2 separate regions of the Zea mays genome follow, and region 1 is linked to region 2. Evidence: chromatin contacts called from public Hi-C data. All regions are on one chromosome and are shown on one strand. The core of a region is the stretch at or near the end of the contact, and the rest is flanking DNA. Distances in the headings are between cores, read along the strand shown. Region 1 holds the start of LOC100284768 (organic anion transporter). Region 2 holds the start of LOC100282263 (protein YIP1).

Region 1 (5,311 bases), core at 2,537-5,036, 290 kb after region 2:
TCCACACAAATGCAAAGCAGTAAATGGATCCAAGGCAATGTGTAAAAAACAGTGGGTTATAAGATAGAAGACAGAAGTTACCCATCAGAAGACAGAAGAATTCCTTGCAGTACTGTCTTCAACGCCCTTGCTGCAGTTGCTCCTATGCACATGATGAATCCAAACAGATGAAAGCTAGGCTCGCCCTGTAAATTCGATTTGCAAATTCTATATCAGTAAGTATTAGAACCTAGAGGTCCAACAACAGCTCTAGCCAGTATGCATTCAAAGCTCTACGTTCTCCACTTGACTCACATTTGATATCTATACCACTGTTTTCAAGTCGTCCGATTAATCGTGATTAATCGTCCAAATCGGTCTGGACCAATCATGATTAATCGTCCAAGTCGTCCAACTAATCGCGATTTATCGTCCAAGTTGGTCAGCCAGAACGACCAACAAGTCGCCCGACTTGAAAACAATGATCTATACTAGTTGATGTGAAACAAATACCTCCTAAAGATTCCTCATAGCAGCCAACAATAGAATCAACTTGGTAGACTGAGATGCTACACGTTAACATAAGATTCCCACATCCCACCTCCAGTGGTCATTGAACATTTTGCTAGCCTAGTATGCCTTGTATTGTACAAATGAGCTGTAACACAATGTTGTATATATTATGTATAATGCAAGAGAATCAACTCAATAATGGCGCAATTAACAGCCCAGTTCATGTTCAACGAATGTATAGGCAATCTATCATATCAGTTCCAAAAGGTGAACCAATGCTTTGATTTTATAATCAAATTTCAAAATGTGGATTACTTTCCAGAAACTTATTTTTAAAATCCTGACTTGTAAATCCATTTTTTATGACACTAGGCGCTTTGTGTGTAGGATCCAAAAATTTAAGGTTAGAGAGGCATTGAAAAGGACGAAAACAAGTAAGACGATAGGGCTTGATGGTACCCAATCAAGGCATAGAGATGCCTCGGGGATATAGCTATTGTATGTCTAACCAAGTTGTTCAATTATATCTTCTGGTCGAACAAGATGCTTGACAAGTGGAGAAGTATATTGGTACCGATCTACATGAATAAGGGAGATGTTGAAAGTTGTACCAATTAGCAGGGAATTGAGTTGATGAGTTGCACTATGAAGTTGAGAGAGAGAATAGAGAGAGAGGGGGGAGATATCGAGCATCGTCTGACAGGAATAACGAGGATCTCTATGGACCAAGTTGCTTTCATGCCCAGAAGGTCAACCATGGAAGCCATTTTCTTAATAAAGACAAGTGATGGAGCAGTATAGGGAGCAAAAGGACTTACACATAGTTTTCGTCGAGAAGGTTTATGACAAAATATCAAGAAATTTTACGTAGTGGGTTTTGAACAAACATGAAGTTCTGATGAAGTACATTGGACTCATTAAGGACATGTACAACAATGTTGTATCTAGTGTTTGAACTAACAATAGGGACACGAGTAACTTCCCAATTAGAATAGGAGTATAGGACTACATCAAAGATCAACTTTGAGCCCTTACCTTTTTGCCTTGGTGATGGATAAGGTCACATGGGACATACAAGGGGATATCCCTTGGTGTGTGCTTTTTGTGGACGATGTAGTGCTAGTTGATGAAAGCCGAGCAGAAGTAAATAGAAAACTAGGACAAGAGCTCTAGAGTCCAAAGGTTTCAGATTAAGTAGAACTAAAAACGAATACTTAAGATGTAACTTCAGTACTGCTACACAATGAGGAAGAAGATGTTAGTTTAGAAGGTCAAATAGTATCAAGGAAGGATACCTTCCGGTATTTAGGATCAATGCTATAGAGAGATGGGGATATTAATGAAGATGTTAGCTATATAATGGAAGCAAACTGAAGGAAGTGACGCCAAACATCTGCGTTCTATGTGACAATAGGATATCACAGAAGCTAAAAAGGAAAGTTTTATAGGATGATGATTAAACCTACTATATTGTATTTGTATGGTGTAGAATGTTGGCCTACAAAAAGACGACATGTTCGATAGATTTTTTCATTTTTGAATGTTGGCCTACTATATTGTATTTGTATGGTGAAAATGTGTATGCTACGTTAGATTTTTCATTTTTGACCATACAATAAGGGATCGGGTCCGAAATAATGACATACGTGATACGCTAGAGGTAGCACCAATTGAAGAAAAATTTGCCCAATACCTATTAAGATGGTTTGGACATATATCCAACAGAGACATCAAGAGTCAAGAGGCAGTTGTGCATAGTGGAATCCTACATTTATGGAAAGAGAGGTAGAGGAATGTCGGAGATAATATAGGAAGAGGCTGTAAAATGGGGCACGACTACTGTACAATCAAACCTTATGTGCAAGCGAGCATCCTGGTCTGTTAGATCGTTATCCAACCGTAGATATAATTGTGGTTCTTTAGGGGATTTTTTACACGAAATGATGGAATACACCCAAAGGATTAGCTTTAAATAGAAACAAATGAAAAACAGATATTCACGTGCCTAAACCTTTGGTTGGGTTTTAACTCTAGCCTATCTCAACTTGTTTGGAACTAAAATATTTTGTTGCTATTGTTGTTGTTAACTTGCAAATCCACAGTTTCCAGACATGGTTTCGGCAGGGGGGGAAAACGAGCTACCCCTGTAAAAGCTCGGTCTAGCTGGATCCGGTGGTTTTGGTTAACTGGATTAGTCTCTAGCTGATCACATAGATAGTGAGTAGCTGTTATGCCAGTTGATCACTTGGCCCCATGCCATCAGATGATAGCCGACGCCTGAGGTAACATCTACAGGCACCCTGACACACAGTGAATGGTTTCCATCTGATAATCCCAAAAATCTGTTCCCAACGAAGGGATCACCATCCAATGAACTGAGGCTGCCGTTTGTGTCCAATTATAGTCAGATGACAGATCCACCTGTTCTCGTCAGCTCCATCCCACTACTGCAATCCGAGGCAGCCAAACCCGGATTCCACTCAGATCCAATCCCGACTCCAACAGATCTACTGAGAAAACAGAAGACAGAGACGGAGCAGGCAGCAACTTACGCCGCTGGCGATGATGACTCCAGTAACGACGGGCACGAGGGTGAGGTAGGTGATCCACGACTCGCGCTTGACGGTCATGATGTACGCGAAGACGGCGGTAAAGAAGGGCGTGGTGGCGCCGACGGCCTGGTTGAAGGAGACGGGGAGGTAGCGCAGCGAGACGTTCCCGGAGACGACGGAGCCGCAGAAGACGAGGCTGAGCGCGGCGATCTTGGCGAGCTGGACGCGGGAGCGCACGAGCTGCATGGGCACGACGCGCAGCCAGGCGATGGCGGCGTAGGAGAGCAGGGCGCAGGCGGACATGTGGCACATGGTGAGGAAGATGGGGTACTTGAAGCCGTAGTTGCTGAGGAGGTACTTGTTGAGCAGGAGCACGCCGATGTTGGAGGAGTACCAGGCCGTGACTAGCCCCACCGTGAAGAGGCGGCCGTTCCCCGCCGCGGGCCCCGTGCCGCCGGGGGACGGCGTGGCGCCGCCCTTGGCAGCCATGGCTCCTCGGTCGTCGTCGCCAACGCCGGCGGCCGCGCACGAACGAGCTCGCGCGCGGGCGCGCGGGGAGATCTGAGTGGTGAGGGGGGAGGAGGTGGGAATGGCGTGCGGGGCGGTGGGCTGGGTCGCGGTTGAATTGGTGGTGGGTTTGGGCTTGGCTCGTTGGCACGGGAGCGAGGCGTCTGCGTGAGCCTCTGCGTTTATGGGAGCGGGGACGAGACGAGGCGTGTCCGGCTGTCGGTGGTGAGAACGGAGGGGAGATGGATATCTTTTTTGCCTTGTGTTTCCGGTGTGCTTTTTCGTTAATCCAGAGCTCCAGGTCAGAGGTTGGTTACTTTGGGTTTTATGTTTGTTTTAAATCATTTCATATTAGCCGGGGCTCGGGCGTTTAGCTGTTTCTTCTTTTTTTTGTTTCGAATTTCACATTTGCAAATGTAACCGTACCCTTGCCCTTATAGATAGATGAGCAAGGATTTTATTTCCAAACTATGCATGAAATTTGTCAACCAAATAGATGGAGACTATAAGACGCTCTACTACTAGTTTGGAGCTACATAGTAGTGAGACTGGAAATCAATTCAAACATATCATGAACCATCCTCCCTTTCTTCTGTGTAAAGCCCACCTCAAATTCGTGTGTTGAAGCTTTGCTGTGGGGAAAAAAATAGTTACTTAGGGCTAGTTTGGGAACACCGTTTTCCCAAGAGATTTCCATTTTCCCAAGGGAAATTAGTTCATTTTCCCTTGGGAAAATTGGAATCCCTTGGGAAAACGGTGTTCCCAAACTAGCTCTTACTAAGATAAGTACGAGCATACAAAATTTTAAAACCAGTAGCCTCCTACTCGTAGCGATCATTAATCCTAACGAGCTGCAAAGACTACAAGATCTACGGGTGCGTTTGGTCAGAAGTCAGAAGTTTGGCGAGGAGGCGTGCAACGACATGGAAATTCGTTCGGCGGCCGAGCATGACAGCACCGGCTCACCGCTCACGGACCTAACCCAGCTCCGCACCCCCGCTGATCGGGTCTTTCTACAGCTAAAAAAAAATAGCTACAATAGCGGAGCTGCGAGGTGCGTCGGCTGCTGCGACGGCTACGATTTGCTCAAGACCAACAACTTGCCTAGTTCGTGCCCTGCCGAGTGCCGACCCGGTCCGGTGGTTCGGTGACACGGATACGGTCGCCTGATCCCGCACGAGCAGAGCAACGCGCCAAAGCAGCTCGAGTGCTTGACAAAACTCTACGCCGAATACGACCCGACCCCACGGCGACGTGAGCCCGTGGCGCGTCGCTCGGGTTCCGCGTGCTTGCCATCTGGAGGAAGCCAGGAAGGTGTCTCGCTGCCACCAACCCATCTCATTCCTGTCATTCGAGTTAACACTCAACAGTGACTTGCTGACGTGTCCGCGGCCGTTCTGCTTACTACTATACTGACCTTGACCTGTGGAGTGTGGACTGTGGTGGTAGGCTGGCTCATTCGTTGTTGCAACTGTGCACGAGAAGGTGAAATAGGAAGAAATTATGGGTAAAGGCCAGTTAGATTTCAGCATCGTAAAAAGCGATAAAGCTCAAGTGAGAAGTGGCCCGGGTGACTGTGCTGAGCGGAGACGGCATATTCCGGGTGCTCCCAAGTCCCAATTCCGGAGGAACGCTTCATCCTACTCATCGCCTTTATGTGTGGATGGGGTCAGCTCCAGGCTCGGATCCACATCCACCTCATAAAATACATGCTTTCATCGTACGATAACCAGCAGGGAAAGAGAGGACGAACTGTACGC
Region 2 (5,546 bases), core at 2,646-5,145:
AGACCTCTCCTGTTCATAGTTACTCCGGCTATAATTATCGCTGGACTATTCCTCTTCGTAATAAATATGATATCCTACCGACTGTATGTGTTCGTTTCTTATGTTCAATTGTTCATACTCAATTCCGACTTCCATTCTAGCCTTTCAGACTGAAGATGGACGACAATACGAGTCCACAGCCATGTGCATGCTTCTCTCTTCCCTGGGCACCCACTTATGTCTCTCATGTGCCTAGACGTCGCAACAAAACAGGAAAGCCGAGTGCATCCTTTGCCTTGTTAACGATTGTCTTCGCACTCTCCTGATACACAGTGTCGCTCCTCTCCCGTTCTGGGCCGAAGCCCTCGCCACGGCAACCTATCTGATCAATCGTCGACCCTATCATGCGACCAGCTCTATGACCCCACATGTCATGCTCTTCGGAGAACCTCCTTCCTATGCCAAGCTACGCGTGTTTGGTTGTCGCTGCTTCCCTAATCTCATTGCTACCTCCCCTCACAAACTCGTTGCGCGCTCCACGCCTTGTGTCTTTGTCGGCTATCTGACGGATCACCGTGGTTACCGCTGCTACAACATCTCCACTGGTCAGGTCAGGTCATCACATCACGTTATGTGCTCTTCGATGAAGACGTCTTCCCCTTCGGCGAACTTAGCCAATCTCACAACATCCGTCTACCACCCGCACCATCTCCACCCTCTTCAGCACCCATGTCTGAGGTTGATGTCGACGCTCCACACTCCCCTCCACCCGCACCATCTCCCCCTCTTCTCCTTCGCGACATACCACCTCATCCCACCCGCGCCCGGATAGCCCCTCCTGCATTTGCTCCAGCGGCTACCGTCAACATACACTCCACGCCACAGTCCACCAAACCTCCCCTAAGCGGACACCTGATGGTCACCCATGCCCACGACGGGATTAACAACCCAAACCTGAAGTACGCTCTAACGTAGTCTGAGTAGATCTCACCAATTCCACAGAGTGTCCGCGCCGCCCTCAAAGATCCTCATTGGTTTGGGGCCATGCCGTCCGAATTTGATGCGCTACGTGCCAAACTGCCAACCATACCTAGACTCTTGTTCCACACCCTCCAAGGGCTCACATTATCTCTAGAAAGTGGGTCTTCAAGCACAAAATGCATCCCGACGGATCCCTCACACAATACAAGGCTCGATGGGTTGTCTGCGGATACAATCAACGACCCGACATCAACTTTGGCGAGAAACCTTCTCAACGGTGGTCAAGCCGGCAACGATCCGCACGTGCTTACACTTGTTGCTACCCACAATTGGCAAGCACATCAGTTAGACGTCTCCAACGCTTTCCTCCATGGACACATGCACGAACGTGTCTACAGCCAACAAGCTTTGTTGATCCACAATGCCCCAATGATGTTTGCCTCCTCTCTAGATCTCTTTATGGTCTGAGTCAGGCTCCACGGGCCTGGTTTGACCGCTTTGTTAGTCACGCCACCTTTCCTCCAGTCGAAGGCCGACACCTCCCTCTTCGTGTACCACCATCATGACGAGACGGCATATCTCCGATTGTACGTCGACGACATGATCCTCTCCGCCTCGACGACACGTCTCCTTCAACACATCATCGCCAAGCTCCACTATGTCTTCGCTGTGAAAGACATGGGCCCAGTTCATCACTTCCTCGGCATTTCGGTTCAACGTCACCGGGACAGCTTCTTCCTCAACTAGACTCAGTACGCCACGGAGCTTCTGGGCCACGACGGGATGTCGAACTGTCGGCTCGTTCCTACTACGGCTGACACTCATCAGAAGGTCTATGCGACTGATGGCGCGCTCCTTGCTGACTCGATGTCCTACCGCAGCATCGCGGGTGCATTGCAGTATCAGACCATCACACGACCCTATATTGCGTACGCCGTGCAGCAGGTTTGCTTACACATGCATGTGCCACGGGATGTGCATTACACCATGCTCAAGCGCATCCTCCAATACATCAAGGGCACCATAAAGCTCAGCATCCAGCTGCGCACTGCCCCTTCGTCGTCCATCACTGCATATTCCGACGCCGACTGGGTCGGTCGCCCCGACACTCGGCGCTCTACCTCGGGATTTTGCGTCTTCCTCGGCAACTCCCTCGTTTCATGGTCATCCAAACGACAAACAATAGTATCACGGTCCAGCGCTGAAGCGGAATACCGTGCCATTGCTAACGCAGTGGTTGAATGTTCCTGGTTGCGGCACCTCCTCGGCAAACTCCACGTCAAACTCACCTTTGTCATGGTCGCCTTCTGCAATAACATATCCTCAGTCTACATGAGCAGGAATCTCGTTCATCATCATCGAACCAAACATATTGAGCTCGACATTCATTTCATTCGGGAGAAGGTCGGTGAACTCTACGTCACGCACATTCCGAGCGCCCGCCTCGCCGACATATTTACCAAGGGTCTGCCTTCGGCGTTGTTCCAAGATTTCCATGGCAGTCTCTCCATCCACGACGAAAAGGTCAACACTGCAGGGGGGGTGTCAGCAGACGTTCAGATAACATCAGAGCAGCCTCCGATTCTTGCGCATCTCAACTGTCGCATGCTGTAACAGACTCCGCCGAGAGCACATCGCCATGCATGCTCGCTCGGGTCTCCCGACGCCTTAGGTTCTCTCGCATGCAAGATTGTAATAAACATACGCACGCACGCCCGCCCGCCCGCGCGCGCGCACACACACACGTCTGTGTATGATGAATACAACGCTAGTTGATTAATCCCACTCTACATATGAGGTTTCAAAGGAAAAGAACAGAATAACAGCCTCGACAAACTCATATCTTGTTAAATCAAGATTAAAGTGGCTAAATGTTGGTTGGTTGGTATAAAATCAAATATGTGTCTACATTTTTCATTTCTCCTCAAATCACAATAATTGTGTATCACACTCACACCTAAATCAGAGTTAAAATGACTACCTTTGATGTTTACACAGGTAACTAGTGCTGTGGTGCATATAACAACAATGATCAAATTAAATAATTCATGGTCTAGTATAGTTGTCCAAGCATACCTTCCATGCCATAAACGGTATCAGAAGATGACGAGCAATGAGAAGAGCATGTAGACGAGCCAGCACGCATAAGCGATGAGGCCCCTGTGCTCGTCTCCGCTGGAAGCAAGCTCTCCTAGTAGCCTGGTGCAGACCCTGGTGGACCATATCACGAACGCCATCCCTACTCCAAATATGAACCCGCCACCGCGCGGCAGAAAGAGGGACACAGCAGAGAAGATGACCATGGGCAGCATGCAGTAGCCCACTAGGCTAACGCATCTGTAAAGATCGAGGTCCCCGCGGCGGCCGCCCGAGAGCATGGAAAAGACGAAGTAGAGGAAGAGGGACGCCACGGTGACCCAACCGAGCACGATCCCGAAGTGGAACTTCCCCGCGAGGAGCTGGAAGAGTCCAAAGGAGAGGAGGAAGAGGAACGGGCCCGATAGGTCGGCGTCGGCGTGGAGGGAGGGGTCGGTGGAGCGGAATGGGTGGAGGATGGAGATCGTCTTCCGCCAGATCTGGCGCGTGTTGATACCGAGCTCCTCGAGGAGCGGCGGCTCGTCCTCAAAGGATGCGCCGGAACCGCCGACACCGATAGGCCCCGCGAAGAGGGGCGGCGCAGAGGAGGAGGAGGCCGCGGCAGCTGAGACATCGAACGACATGAAAGGGAGCGGGTTGGCGGCGGATGAGGTGGAGGGACGTGGCGGCGCGAACGCGGGCGGAGGGGAGACCCCCATGCCCGGGGGAGGGTGGCGGCGGTGTGTTGGGGTGGACGGCGTGAAGACCACCGGTGGCACGGGGAACTCCTTCGCCATGGGCGGCGGCGGCGATGGTGGGAGTTCGAGATCTAGGTAGTGCGGGAATCGATGTCAGGAGGAGTATAGGACCGGAGCGTTCGCGACAGCGCTGTACTTCGGCTTCCGGCTATTGTTTTATTTTTTTTTTCTTTTTTTTCTTGTAATTCGTCGTTATTATTAGAGAATGACTGTAAGGTCCCCTTTGGCAGGGCTCTGGCTTCTCAAAAACGGCTTTGGCTCTGGCTCACGAGGTGAAGCCACTTCTTTAGATGAGCCAAAGCTATTCTGAAAAATCATTTGGCAAAACGGCTTATAGGTTGTTTTTCAGAAAGACCCTTGTATAGTTTATCTCTTCTGTACGTGGCTAGGGATTGAGGGCAGGACCAAAAAAAAATAATTTGGACTGGTGGGAGGGCTATTGTGCAAAAATGACGTGAGCTGAAGCCGGGTGAGCCACTTTTTTTGGCTCATGCCCTCTAGTTCATTTTGGAAAAGCACTTCACTGGTGAAGCCATTTAAAAAAGAGGTATTTGGCACAACTTTTACATGAGCCAGAGCCGAAGCTGAAAAATAAGCCCTACCAAAGGGGCCCTAAGGCTATTCTGAATTGCCATTTCATAACATTTTTTCCAGCATTGTTGTCACGTCATCAAAAGTATATAAAACTAAGGACGAAACAATGTCTTTGAATAAAAAAATTTATTTCACTGTTTCATAAACAAATCACTCAAAATATAGGTTTCACACGGTTTCCAAGACCTTAAAAATGAGTTGACATAATTTCATCCTCATAAAACTCATTTATCTTAAATATTATGTCATTGTCATCTAAAATATTGATGGCATACTATTAAATATGTATGAAACCATCATGAAACTACAATTAAGGATAGCCTAAAGTCACTACAACTGTTAGCCATTGGATCAATTTTCTAAACATTAGAGACAGTAGAAATTATATGATACAACATACAATCATAAACCCCTAGATCATAAATGTAGTTAGAAAACTATATATATATATATAAAGTCATGAACAGACAAGCTATTCGCGAAAAGCTCTTCTCTTAATTTTTTTTTCACTTATCCCCTAAGGATCCCTCAAGAGATTATACATGCCCTAAAGCTTAATCCCTAAAACAGTTCTAGCGATATCATATTTTATAAAAAAATGTCAAAAAATATAATACATACTAAAGTGACTCAAATATACTATACCTCAAGTAATACTATATTCTTATTTTCTATATCATCATAAACCTTTTCTTTTCTAATAATGTAATTTATTTCCTAAAATATATAGTTTAGGGCTTAAAGCTTAGTTTGTTTTAGCACCCTAAACCGTTTAAATGATGTAATATTTTAATTTTTAAGGCACTATTTTGAAGCACCATGTTAGAGATGCTCTTAAACAAAAGGGTTGAAATGTGTTATAGACCTTACTAGGTGCTTTTGTGGAAAGGACCTAGGGTGAACATTTCTATTAAAAAATAAGTCAACTTTTAGCTACTTAGATAAACTCCAACAACAACCGCAAATGGTTCTCTACGCTATATATAGAAAAGATTATTTCCATTATACCTTCTAGTAGCATCCTCTAAATATAGATGGTATTCCTCCGACCTCTATGTAGAGAGGTTCTCTCTTTTATCCATTTTAATAATTTAATCAATAGATTAATCAAAACTGAAATATGTATAGAATATTTGAGAGTACGACAAATAATATATA

What was found. Hi-C and Micro-C count contacts between places; a contact is called where the count stands out from the background.
Region 1: a contact with region 2 is called in a Hi-C map of endosperm, with 1.8 times the contacts expected there. The contact joins the promoter of LOC100284768 here to the promoter of LOC100282263 in region 2. A contact is called at or near these places in 2 of 25 Hi-C or Micro-C datasets (ear and endosperm).

The regions. Positions count from the first base shown.
Region 1 is chr9:144,399,300-144,404,610 of Zm-B73-REFERENCE-NAM-5.0, forward strand. It overlaps LOC100284768 (organic anion transporter), which reads right to left and starts at 3,787. Exons shown (of 4, transcript NM_001157663.2): 1 at 3,045-3,787; 2 at 82-185. The coding sequence starts at 3,533.
Region 2 is chr9:144,107,399-144,112,944 of Zm-B73-REFERENCE-NAM-5.0, forward strand. LOC100282263 (protein YIP1) reads right to left here and starts at 3,896. Exons shown (of 2, transcript NM_001155175.2): 1 at 3,037-3,896. The coding sequence starts at 3,833. The coding sequence ends at 3,057.